Regions from separate parts of the Mus musculus genome. Here all the other regions are linked to region 1. The links are chromatin contacts, called in public HiChIP or PLAC-seq maps. All regions are on one chromosome and are shown on one strand. Each heading gives the region's core, a stretch centred on a gene start, on an enhancer-like site or on the middle of the called end of the contact. The rest is flanking DNA. Distances are from core to core; before and after follow the strand shown.

The links. HiChIP or PLAC-seq counts read pairs in DNA pulled down with a chosen protein or histone mark.
Region 2: a FOXA1 HiChIP or PLAC-seq map of pancreatic cancer cells shows a contact between it and region 1. The contact joins the promoter of Mroh6 here to the promoter of Lypd2 in region 1. A contact is called at or near these places in 1 of 39 promoter capture datasets (hippocampal neurons) and 2 of 115 datasets of contacts at active chromatin or transcription factors (astrocytes and pancreatic cancer cells).
Region 3: an HNF4G HiChIP or PLAC-seq map of pancreatic cancer cells shows a contact between it and region 1. The contact joins the promoter of Zc3h3 here to the promoter of Lypd2 in region 1. A contact is called at or near these places in 3 of 39 promoter capture datasets (the C10 cell line, pre-B cells and stem cell-derived epiblast-like cells) and 2 of 115 datasets of contacts at active chromatin or transcription factors (astrocytes and pancreatic cancer cells).

The regions. Positions count from the first base shown.
Region 1 is chr15:74,732,505-74,736,170 of GRCm38.p6, forward strand. Lypd2 (Ly6/Plaur domain containing 2) reads right to left here and starts at 1,809. Exons shown (of 3, transcript NM_026671.1): 1 at 1,726-1,809; 2 at 463-582; 3 at 1-35. The coding sequence starts at 1,783. It overlaps Gm33124 (a long non-coding RNA gene), which reads left to right and starts at 2,377. Exons shown (of 3, transcript XR_384182.2): 1 at 2,377-2,413.
Region 2 is chr15:75,886,978-75,890,643 of GRCm38.p6, forward strand. It overlaps Mroh6 (maestro heat-like repeat family member 6), which reads right to left and starts at 1,795. Exons shown (of 14, transcript NM_001282443.2): 1 at 1,450-1,795; 2 at 1,057-1,209; 3 at 745-899; 4 at 24-141. The coding sequence starts at 1,746.
Region 3 is chr15:75,839,960-75,843,625 of GRCm38.p6, forward strand. It overlaps Zc3h3 (zinc finger CCCH type containing 3), which reads right to left and starts at 1,949. Exons shown (of 12, transcript NM_172121.1): 1 at 1,891-1,949; 2 at 1-605. The coding sequence starts at 1,936. Gm34851 (a long non-coding RNA gene) reads left to right here and starts at 3,546. Exons shown (of 2, transcript XR_384203.2): 1 at 3,546-3,666.

The sequences.
Region 1 (3,666 bases), core at 559-3,058:
CTTGGTCACCGTGGAGTCCCCCAGGAAAGGGAAAACTGTAGGATGCACAAAGTGTCAACCTGAAGGACCATTCCTTTACTACCTCTGTACCCCAAGCTCAGGGACCACCCACTCTGGGATCAACCACCCCACTAGCCTAGATTCCCCTTTCTCTAGGACCACTGAAGCCTTTGATGTACAAGGGACACCTATGGCATCTTGAATTGGTCTGTGGGAGGATTTGTATGTTATATAGAATGTAAAACACAAGTTGTAAGACAGCTTTACAAGGACTTCCAGAAAAACTTCAGGGGCCTCCCATGATGAGGGGAGAGGGGGAAGGGTGGGGGCTAATGGCCTGGACAGAAAGTCTCTTGGCAGAAATGGTGGGATGATGGTGCAGGCTGTGTGGGGACCCAGATGGTCAGGGATCCGTGGTCAGAAAAGGGGATCCCAGTTCTGTCCCACGCAGATCCTACTGACCAATCTCCAGGGAGTAGAGCGTAGTCTTGCACATGGTTTCATTGATGTGGCAGTGGGTGGTGGTGACACAGTTGGATGCACTCACAGGATTCGCACAGGTGTAGCACTGTAAGGCCATAGCTAGGAGAGGAGGGATGAGAGGGCAGTGAACAGGCCTTCCTGTCTCAAAAGCCCAAAATGTCTTCACCCAATGTCCTGCTCTGCCATGGAGGCTTAGTCTCAGAAGACAAGGACACTAACCAGGGACCAGATGCCCACTAACCAAGCTCAGGGGAGACAACATGACCATTGAATCAGGGTCTTACAGAATGTGCCCCTGGAATAGTGGGCTCAGCCTGGGACCAGGATGGGGACAGCTGATTTGGAATAATCATCAAAACACACACACACACACACACACACGCACACGCACACGCACACGCGCACACGCACACGCACGCACACGCGCACACGCACACGCGCACGCGCGCGCACACACACGTACATTCACGCGCACACCACAACCGCAGATCGGTGTGAGCAGACATTGTTAAGGCAGACGCCCTTGCACTTCCTCATCACCAAATGCCCTTCTGCTGAAGTGCTGCCTGTCATGGGGGTCAGACAAGCAGGTCCTTGGAACACTGGGTGGGAGCTGCACAGAGGAGTTCACAGGTACCAGCTTGGCAAAGGTGTCTTCCCTGAGGGGAGGGCTGCGGGTGTAGAGCCTGGCTGGAAGGCACTGTACAGTCTTGCTAGCATTCCAGACCCAATCCCAGAAGCCCCAGGAAGCCTAGCTTGTCTCCAATCAATTCAGACACACAGGGAAGTCATCCCTCCCCCAACCCCACACAGACAGTGACCTGGTAGGGCCTCTGCCTCTGGTTCAGTCAACCTCTCCAAGAACTGTATGGAACAGCCTGGCTTGAGCCCTCATCACTGAGCACATAACGGGCTGACAGTCAACATCATGTCGCCACTTGTTTGTCTCACCCTGTCTCTGGATATTTCTGGATGTCCTTTCCCCAATTACATGTCCATCATATCCAGAGTCCCAGGCCATCTGCCCCAGCATCCGAGATCTCCCCTCTTCTCCTGCTGAAAGGCTTGCACTAGCAAACACACCAGTATCCTGAGGCTCTCCGCTGGCACCTAGGGCTTTGGTGCCGGCTTCTGCCCGCCTGGCCGGTCCCGGCTCAGCGTTCTCCTTCTCTGAAACTCCCCCATGAGAAACTCTCTCTGAGAATAGTCCTGGGGCCCGCTCCCGTGCTCCCCCATGCTCACCAAGCTCCCCGAAGGTGCCCAATATCAGTGCCAACAGCACCATCCAGGTCCCCTGCATGGTCGAGGTCCTCACTCAGGCCTGCCTGGTGGGGAAATGCCTACAGCGGTGGTCTGACCGGTTGGCTAAGCAGATTAGAGGAGGATCAGATTTCTGGAGGGCCTGCCCTGCTTCCTCACCCACACCCCATTCCCCAGGGCTCCCTGGGGCTCCCTCGGACCCTACCCAGCCCTCTCAGACTGTTCGAGCTCCACCCCTCAAAGCTGCTGTTCCACCCTTCCCAGGCCCCTCTCCTCCCCATAGGTTATGGGTCGTCTTTCTTTTCCCACTGGGGACCCTTCCACACCACCCTACAACTCCTAGCCAAGAAAATCTTCCAGATTCCTTCTTCCAGGACAGGTCAGGGGTCTTCAGGCTGCACAGAATGGGACAATGGGAGCTGGGCTCTCCTGCACTTTTCCAGCTGTGGTAAAGAGCTTTTACCTTGTGGCCTTCTCCAGAGCTTTGGCCCAGCAGCTCTTGGATGGAATCTTTCCAAGATGATCTTGCACCTCCCAGCTCCTCTGAAGTGGTCAGGGGGAAGGTGGGGTGTGCCAAATTGCCACTGACAACCAGCCCAGAGTTTACTCAAAGGCCTAAGGAACAAAGACAGAACTTGCTTGATCAACAGGAAGGTGTTTTGGAGGATGGGTGAGCTGGGGAGGCCCAGGGTTGCTTTGGGGGACACTGTTTCATGTTTCCTGGAGGGCCATCCACTCTCGGCTTGTCTGCACACCTTGATCTCCAATGGCTCATAGGCTGATCTTAGGCAGGACTTTCCTGGGCCCCTCCACCTCCTCCTTCCTCTCTCCACTGAAGGTCAAGAGGTAGGGACAGCAATTCGAAACCCGTGGGTCTTGATCCCTTTGTCAATCCTCTATCTTTAAAAAAAAATTACATTATGATTCATAACAGTAGCAAAATTACAGTTATGAAGTAGCAACAAACATAATTTTAAGGGTGGGGGTCACCATAGCATCAGGTCTGCCTGTCTGTCTGTCTGTCTGTCTGTCTGTCTGTCTCTCTCTCTCTCTGTGTGTGTGTGTGTGTGTGTGTGTGTGTGTGTGTGTGTGTGTGTGTGTGTGTGTGTGTATGTGTAGAGTGTAGTGTCCTTGCCCTAGACAGAATGCTATGACAGGGATCCCCATGACCTGGCAGCACCTGGCTCGTCCTGATTTCCCACAGGTATCTTCCTAGAGTAGCTTGTCCCAGCTGAGACATGTAGGGGTGGGGAGCATATCTACCTGCCTGACTCTGCTAGTGGTAAAGACCACACTGTTGCTGGGCTTCCCAGGTGTCTCTTTGTCCAGCATCCCAACCTTACTCCTACTCTGGCTTTGTTCTTGTTATGCCCCCAGCAAGGTATGTCCACTCTTGCCACTGCCCTCAGGAGCTCCACTGGGGTCTGGCTTCACCCTGCATGGGAAGGTCCTCATTTGCCTAGGCTCTGGACCAACCTCTGTACTTCCCAGGGCTTTCCTAGCCTGGCATGAGTCAGACGCTCAGCCTGCCAACTGTATTTTTCCTTGTGACAGTTCTGGAGGGACAGAGCACTAATTAATTTTAGAGTGGATAAAGAAACTAGGTTCTGAGAAGTTAATTGACTAAGACAAGGTCACCTAGCAAGCCGGGTGGCATCCCAAGCCTGTCTGATTTTGCAAATCATTCACCACGAATGGCTGTGACCACACAGCTGTGGGGACGGATGGGCTGAGGTTAACTGGATTAGACAGCCCCAATTCACACCCATGTGTGTCCTTTGGTCAAACCCGATTTCTCCACCGCACCCAACTCAGCTCAGCTCCTTTCTGTCCTTGGGCCCAGGGCCTCCAACTCTGCCTCACCCCCTGGAATATACCCGACCCCCTAAGTATCACTCCTAGAATTAACACCCACCCAAGTGG
Region 2 (3,666 bases), core at 545-3,044, 1.2 Mb after region 1:
TGGCTCTTGCTGAAGCCACTTACTGCCAGGGCCTCAGACTCGGGAGCCGCCACACCCTTCAGTGCCCACAGCAGTTGCACCAACACCTGCCCGTTTACTCGCTGATTCCGGCTTAGGCTTCGCCACAGCTCAGAGGCTGCCCTAGGGGTGAGGGGCCATGTAGTGAAGAGGAGTTGCAAAGAATCCTCAGGAAAGCCCACCACGGCGACCTCTAGGAAAAGGCTCCAGAAGCAAACCATCCTTTACCCTTCCACCATCCCATATCCCAGAGAAGACAAACGCAGACGACAACAGAGCCAGCCCCAGAGATCAGCAGCCCTCTGGACTACACTGTGAGCCCCGTTGTGTCAGCTACTGGGAAACAGACCTAACATTATTTTTTTTAATTTTTAAAATTATTGTAAAGAATTAACCAAAAATAAATATTGGGGTAAATGACCCGAAGAGCCAGAGGCTTCTAGGTGATCAAGCCACCGTGCTTACTTATGCCGCCCACATCTTCAGGTAAAAAGCAGGGGATGGAGGGAAAGGAGAAGAGAGAGAGAGAGAGGAGAGTGTCAGAGTTAAACTAAACCCAGGTATGGTGGTGTAACACCAGCAAAAGTCTAGGGGAAGGGATTTCCGGGGCCCTATTCCCTTACTGCCCGGTGCTGCAGGAACCAGATCCTATGACCAAGCTATCAAGCGGGAAGGGGGAAGGAAGCCGCGTGGGGCAGCGCAGCGCGGCTGGGCGGGGAGGGTTACCGGTCCGGGGGTAGCGAACTGGGTAGCAGCGCACACACCACGTCCTGCGCATGCTCCAGAGCCAGTGCGCTCAGCACCCGTAGGGCTGCCCTCCGGGGTCTCCCCTCTGCCAGGCTAGGGACCTGTGCCAGCAGCCCACGCACCAGACCGTGGACCTGGGTAAAAGGAACAAACGTCAGTAGTTAGAGCCCCAGGACCTCAAAAGGAAACTCTTGCCAGCACCGCACCTCCCTACACTCAGAGCAGCCTTTAGGGGGAGTGTGGTCGAGGTTGAAGGGAGGCTTGCAGGATTCTCTGGATGGGGATGCTAACCTGGTCCTCCAGCCGCTGCCCCCGGGCTTCCAGGGCTGAGGACAGAGTGAGCGCTGTTGCCTGGGTCCCGGCATAGCCAGCCTCCTCCAGACAGGCAGCTGTATACAACGCAAGGTCTGCAAGGGTTCCTTCCTCCCAGGAATACTGGGAAGCCTATGATGGAAGAATGAAACGTGGAGTTTCTGAAGTCCCCAAGCCGATCTCAACTATCCTCCCTAGTCCTCCAGTCTTCCCATCCCTCAGATGGCGACAAACCTTCCTCCCGTATGATCTTTTCCATCCGTTTACCCTCAGGACTCCTCAATGCCCCCCCCCCCCCCGTACTTCTTGTCTTTCTAGTGCCCAAGTGAACAGCCAAACTTTGCATCATCCAGCATCTGCCCTCTTACTCACCTGGTACGGTCTCTCGGGGGCTGGCTCCTGGGCATTGTGTGGGGAATAGATCTCACTACCAGCTGTGGGGGCAACCACTTCATTCCCAGGCTGGGCCTCAAAGGCAGGGGTGAGTGTTTGAATATAGGGCTCAGGCTCGGGCCCAAGCTCCTGGGGATCAGACTGAGGGCCTGTAGAAGAGGGTCCCACAGGCTGCCCCTGGCTAGCCCGGATTCCTTCCGCTAGAGCTGTCAGAGTTAGGGAGCCCACAGGGCCGTCCCGGCCGTCCCGGCCCCGACCCCACACACCCCCAGCCATAGTGTTCCTACCAGCGGCACCTGCCACCACTCTTCCAGTGAAGTTGTGTCCAGACCTGACCTAGAATCAGGCCCCGGGCGGGCCCACAGGCGGGCCTACAGACAGGCGTGGTGGCGTGGGCATAGACGTAGGTACATGCGAGTCTGAGCATGTGCCAGTGATTGGCTGTTCAATCACAGAGATATCCTAGCATGGACTTGTGAAGGGTGTCTGCCCAGGCTGCTGGAGCCAAGTGGGACATGGCCACTGCATAGTCTGGCCCTGCCCACCAGTGTCCATGGAGATCATGGACTATCGTGGAGGAGAGAAAGGTCTTTAACCCAACTGCCCATCCCCCTCTTGCCTGGGGGAGGGGTCCAGGGCAGTTTTAGATCCTTCTGAGGAAGCCCCAGTAGGGTCAGGGGCTGGGCTAGACCACATAGCCAAATATCCTAGGAACGGGCGTGGTCAGGTACTGTCATTCTCCCTGAACTTGAAACACTTGGGGTGTGGAGCAAATGAGGTGAGGCTGGTGATGCCTCCTAAATACATTTGCAAGTGCCCACTATTGTTGATGCGGGCTCCTCTGCATCCTTGCCAGTCCCGAGGTGGTATGTCTCATGCCCTGTCTGTCCAGCCCCTCCTTCTCTGAGACTGTCTTCCCTGTGTCTGCGTAGGCAGTGTGTATGTATACTGTTCGCCCGGTTGTCTTCCTTTCCAGGTTCATGCTCCCCAGGGCTGGCCCAACCTCTACCCTAAATCCCCGCTCTCCACCCAACCACACTATAGGCACTGCCCAGCGCTAAGCCAGGGAAGCTAGATGAACTAGTCTGACAGACTGCTCCAGGCGGAAGTGCATGGGGAAGTATTCCAAGCAGTGGGCATTCACGCTCTTCAGCTCCTATACCTCGGGCTACCCAAGCCCCAACTCTGCCTCCCACCAAGCCATGAACCAAACCATGTGGTGGTTTGAATAAGAATGGCTCCCAAAGGCGCATGCATTTGAATGCTTAGTCACCAGGGAGCGGTGTTATTCTAAGATTAGGATCCGGAGGTGTGGCCTTCTTGAAGGAAGTGTGTCACAGGGGTGGGCTTTGAGGTTTCAAAAGCACATGCCAAGGCTAGGGTCTCTTTCAGAATGTAGAACTCTCCCCTCTGTCACCATTACCGTGCCTGCATGTATGTCCCCACCATGATGATCATTGATCATGGACTAACCTCTGAAACCATAGGAAAGCCTCCAATTAAATGCTTTCTTTGCCAAGAGTTGGTCGCCATGGTCATGGCGTCTCTTCACAACAATGGTAGGGTGCCTAAGACACTCCAACTGTCTCTGGAGCAATTCTTCCTGAGTCTTACCTAGCTTGCTGTACCCAGACAGCTCCAGCCCTCGCTGAGGCAGCTCCTTGGATCCTCAGCTTTTTAAATCTCCTCCTCCTTCCTCGGTTACTGGGTCAGAAACTGAGACCTCCCACCCCCACCCCCAAGGCCTATAACAGATGATAGATCAGGCAGGGATGGCTGGCTTGGGACGCCTGACATAGGCACATTGCCCTTAGCAGATACAAGCGCCTGGGGCTATGATTAGACTCTGACACCCCATCTCAGAACCTCCCTATCTGCTTCTAGTAGTAGGTGAGGGCTTTCATAACAACATCCTCAAAACACAGATAAAGATAAACCCTCCCTCCTTCTTGTGGCGCAGAGGTTCCATTAAGCCCAGCCCAGTGGCTACCTTCCCACCTGCTGGGTGTTAAGTTTCAATCCAGGGCAAGCAGAGGAGATGCCTACTTAACATATCAAAGCAGACCTGGCCTCCAGGTCTCTAAGCATCCTCCAGTCTCTACCTCATACAGGGTATGGCTGGCATATCCCACCCTCTACCCGGAACTCTCCAGCCCAGGGGCTGGGCTGCCCTTCCCCCAGAGGCTGTTCCCTATA
Region 3 (3,666 bases), core at 699-3,198, 1.1 Mb after region 1:
CCGCCGATGCTCGGGAGAGCTGTCACTCACCCTGCCCACAGACTTCACTACCCGAGGCTTGCCAGGCTCCTTCTGGCAGACCAAGAGGGGGTCGTCCACACTGTAACCCACCTTGGTTCTTCCTGGCCTTGCAGGCTGCAGTTGTCCACCAGGGACCTCAACCTCACTTCCTTGGGGTCTTTGGCCACTCCAAGAGGGGTCATCACAGCCTTCCAAGGACCCCCGCTGGACCCCTGAAGCATTGATGGCACCTGACTTTGATGGTGGCTTGATCTTAATAACCATATTCTGATCTGGACTGAGCTGGACCTGTCTCTCCAGTACATACTGCTGGGGTTCAGGATGCTGGCTATCCTCAGACCTGAGGGATGTCTGAAAAGCAGGATCGCTGGCTGGGTCAGAAGATTCCACAGGCTGATTCACAAGGGAGTATTTCTTGCGCCACGAAGGGCCATGGTGTGAGGAGAAGCCCCTCCGACTTGGACGGGAGTAGCGGGCGCCAAAGGTCCTGCCACCCGGGAACATGGGTGGCTGCCACCGAGTAGCTGATGAGTTGCCCAGGGCAGGGCCATTGCCGTGGAGTGTTTTATAGTCATCAATTAGACCTGAGAAGGCAGAATCACACGCTCAGTTACCTAGGAGATGTGAATAAAAACAGCACCAATCAAGACTACTACCCCTACCCTAATACTCCAGACCTGCTCGCCTTGCTGACTTGAGAGCAGTCCTAAGTGACTGGAAACCATGTAAAGTTCAGTCCAAATCTCTAGGCTTGTCAATTCTGTGAGCACTTCTCCATCACTATTAGTATTTGGCTTGCTTATCCTGAAGATGGCAGCTTTTGTGGTATGACTGCTTCTACCCCCTGGCCTATGAGATCTACAATGTTCTGAGAGCAAGTGTCACTCCCTATACCAAAAAAAAAAAAACAAAAAAAACAAAAAACAAAAAACAAAAAAAACCAAAAAAAAAAACAAAAAAACAAAAAAAAACAGTCAGGGACCAGAAACCTGTGGTGCCTGGGTAAGAACTGGACAAGTCTTCCACTGAGGCCCTGTAGTTTACCCACTCACGGGGAAAATTGCAGGACTGCACCATAGTGCATAACTGTCTTCTCAGAACTGACGCTTCTCTAACCCAGTACGTGACAGACAGAAATAAAAAACAAAAAAACAAAAACACAATGATGACCCAACAGCTAACTAACATCATCTCCTACAGAAAAACACCTGATACCACCACCACAAGGATTTTCCAATGAAGTGACTCATGGAGCCCTGGAAGAAGAGTGAAGGAACGCCAGCAGGCTCGCTGGATCCCCAATAACCAAACACACACACACACAGGGCCTGCCTCGACCCTCGAATCCTGCCAGACACCTCCGGTCGGGTGTTAGGGAAACGCACGAAGTAGTCTCAAATAGGAAGGCCACTTGGACTCTCCTTAGGACATGCTTTTGTGGGGGAAACTTTGAAAACGATATGAACGCTTATAAAGACCAACTTGAGTCTAAACATTTGAAGCTGAAGCTGGTGCCTGGGTAGTCAGCCCTGAGTACGTGGGGGCTGTGCCTGAATCGAGCCAAAGGCACTCAACGGCAGCGGAAGAGAAACGCTTCCGAGCCAGCCGAACCTGGAAGTCGGCTGCCGCGACCACTCGCTGGTAAGACCACCGTGCTATCATCTCCTGACAGCCCCTTGGAGGCCCGGCCCGCTCCCTCGCCCCGAAGCCTGGCGGGTCTGTCACGCGAGGGCCGAACCCGACTCGGCCGCTCCGATGCCCACCCATGACGACCATCGGGAGACCGCAACCGACAGCACTCGCTTCGGAGAGGGTCTACGGCGATCACAAGAAACAAGGGAACACACGGCCCGACCGCAGCCAGCTCACCCTGCAGGAGGCGTATCTGCCGCCGCAGCTGCTCCTTTTCCTCCATCTCCGGAGTCCGCGACGCCTAGCCAGACCCCCTCGACGTCATCGCCGCGCGACTGGTCCCCGCAGGCGGGGAGGAGAGAACGCCGAACTTCACTATGCGTGGACACGGGGTTGGAAGGCACCGTCGCCCCGGCAACCCTGGAAGGACGCATGCGCAGAACGAGAAAAATCCGTCATCTTGAAGCGCCCGGAAGTGGCCCGCAATCTGGCTTCTGCACCAATTCCTGCGCATCATTTCCACCGCTGGGGGTTCCTCGGAAGACTTGGAGGAGATAGGTTGCTAACAGTTTCCCCTAGACCCAGGAATTCCTTTTATCAATTTATTTGTTTGAGACAGGATGTATTTCTGGCTGGAGAGAAACATAACTGGGGAACTCGCTATGTAGACTAGGCTGGCCTCGAACTTACGGAAGTTCTCTTTCCTCTGCCTCCGGACCTGGAATCAAAGGGATGCCATTTTAACGCCTTTGCTGCCGCAGCAGCACGAGAACAGCGAAAAGGAATCGGAGGCAATTTTTTTTTTCGGATGATTACAGGTGTTAAGAAAATTCTTGAGGGCATTTAGTAGGAAAGGCTGCAACCTCTAGAAAATACTGAAAAAAAAAAAAAACTCACGGTAGTTACCACGTGATCAGACAGTCCCACGTCTAGGTGTATAACCAACGCGTAGAAAACACCGATTCTAACATATTTGTATGTCATTATTTATAATAGCTAACCCGAATGACTGTTTACATGGAAATGGGATATTATCCAGTGATTTGTTTTGTTAGAGACAGAATCTCGCTATGTACCTCTGTCTGTCCTGGAATTCCCTATGTAGACCAGGCTGGCCTGGAACTCTCAGAAATCTGCCTGCCTCTGCCACCCAAGTGCTGCAATTAAGAGTGTGCCACTATGTAGGAATGTGCAGTATCTTTGGAGCCCTAAGGCCTCAAGTCCGGCCAAGCCTCTACCAGTGAGCTACATCTGCATAGTCTACTGTTACGCCTGAAAAAGAAGTTCTAGAAGCTGGGTTTGATAGTGAATACCTGTAAGACAAGCATTAAGAAGTGAGGGTAGGGGCTGGTGAGATGGCTCAGTGGGTAAGAGCACCCGACTGCTCTTCCGAAGGTCCGGAGTTCAAATCCCAGCAACCACATGGTGGCTCACAACCATCTGTAACAAGATCTGACTCCCTCTTCTGTAGTGTCTGAAGACAGCTACAGTGTACTTACTTACATATAATAAATAAATAAATCTTTAAAAAAAAAAAAAGAAGAAGTGAGGGTAGATAGCCGGGCAGGCCGGGCAGTGATGGGACACACATTTAATCCTAGCATTCTAGAGACAGGCAGGTGCTCTGGAGGCAAAGGCAGGAGGATCTCTGAGTTCAAGGCCAGCATAATCTACAGAGAAAGTTCCAGGACAGCCAAGTTAGGCACTGAAGGAGTTGAAAAACAAAAGGTTGGTGATAATGTCATAAGACAAGGTGCCCATGTCCCAGCTCCAGCAAGCAGCAGAACTCAGCAGCTTCGGGCATGTGGCTCTGGCTTTAGAGTCAAGAATAGAAGGGACTACTGGGGCAATTGATGCTGTTTAGCTGGAGCTAAGAAATTAGTGGTGATTATGAAGAGACCAGCATCACTGAGGTGAAATCTTCTGGGAAGTATTTTCTAAAAGCAGAAAGAAGCTGTGTTCTAGAAATAGCCGGGGATGTACCTCATGCTGGAAGCCAGACTTGGTAATGTA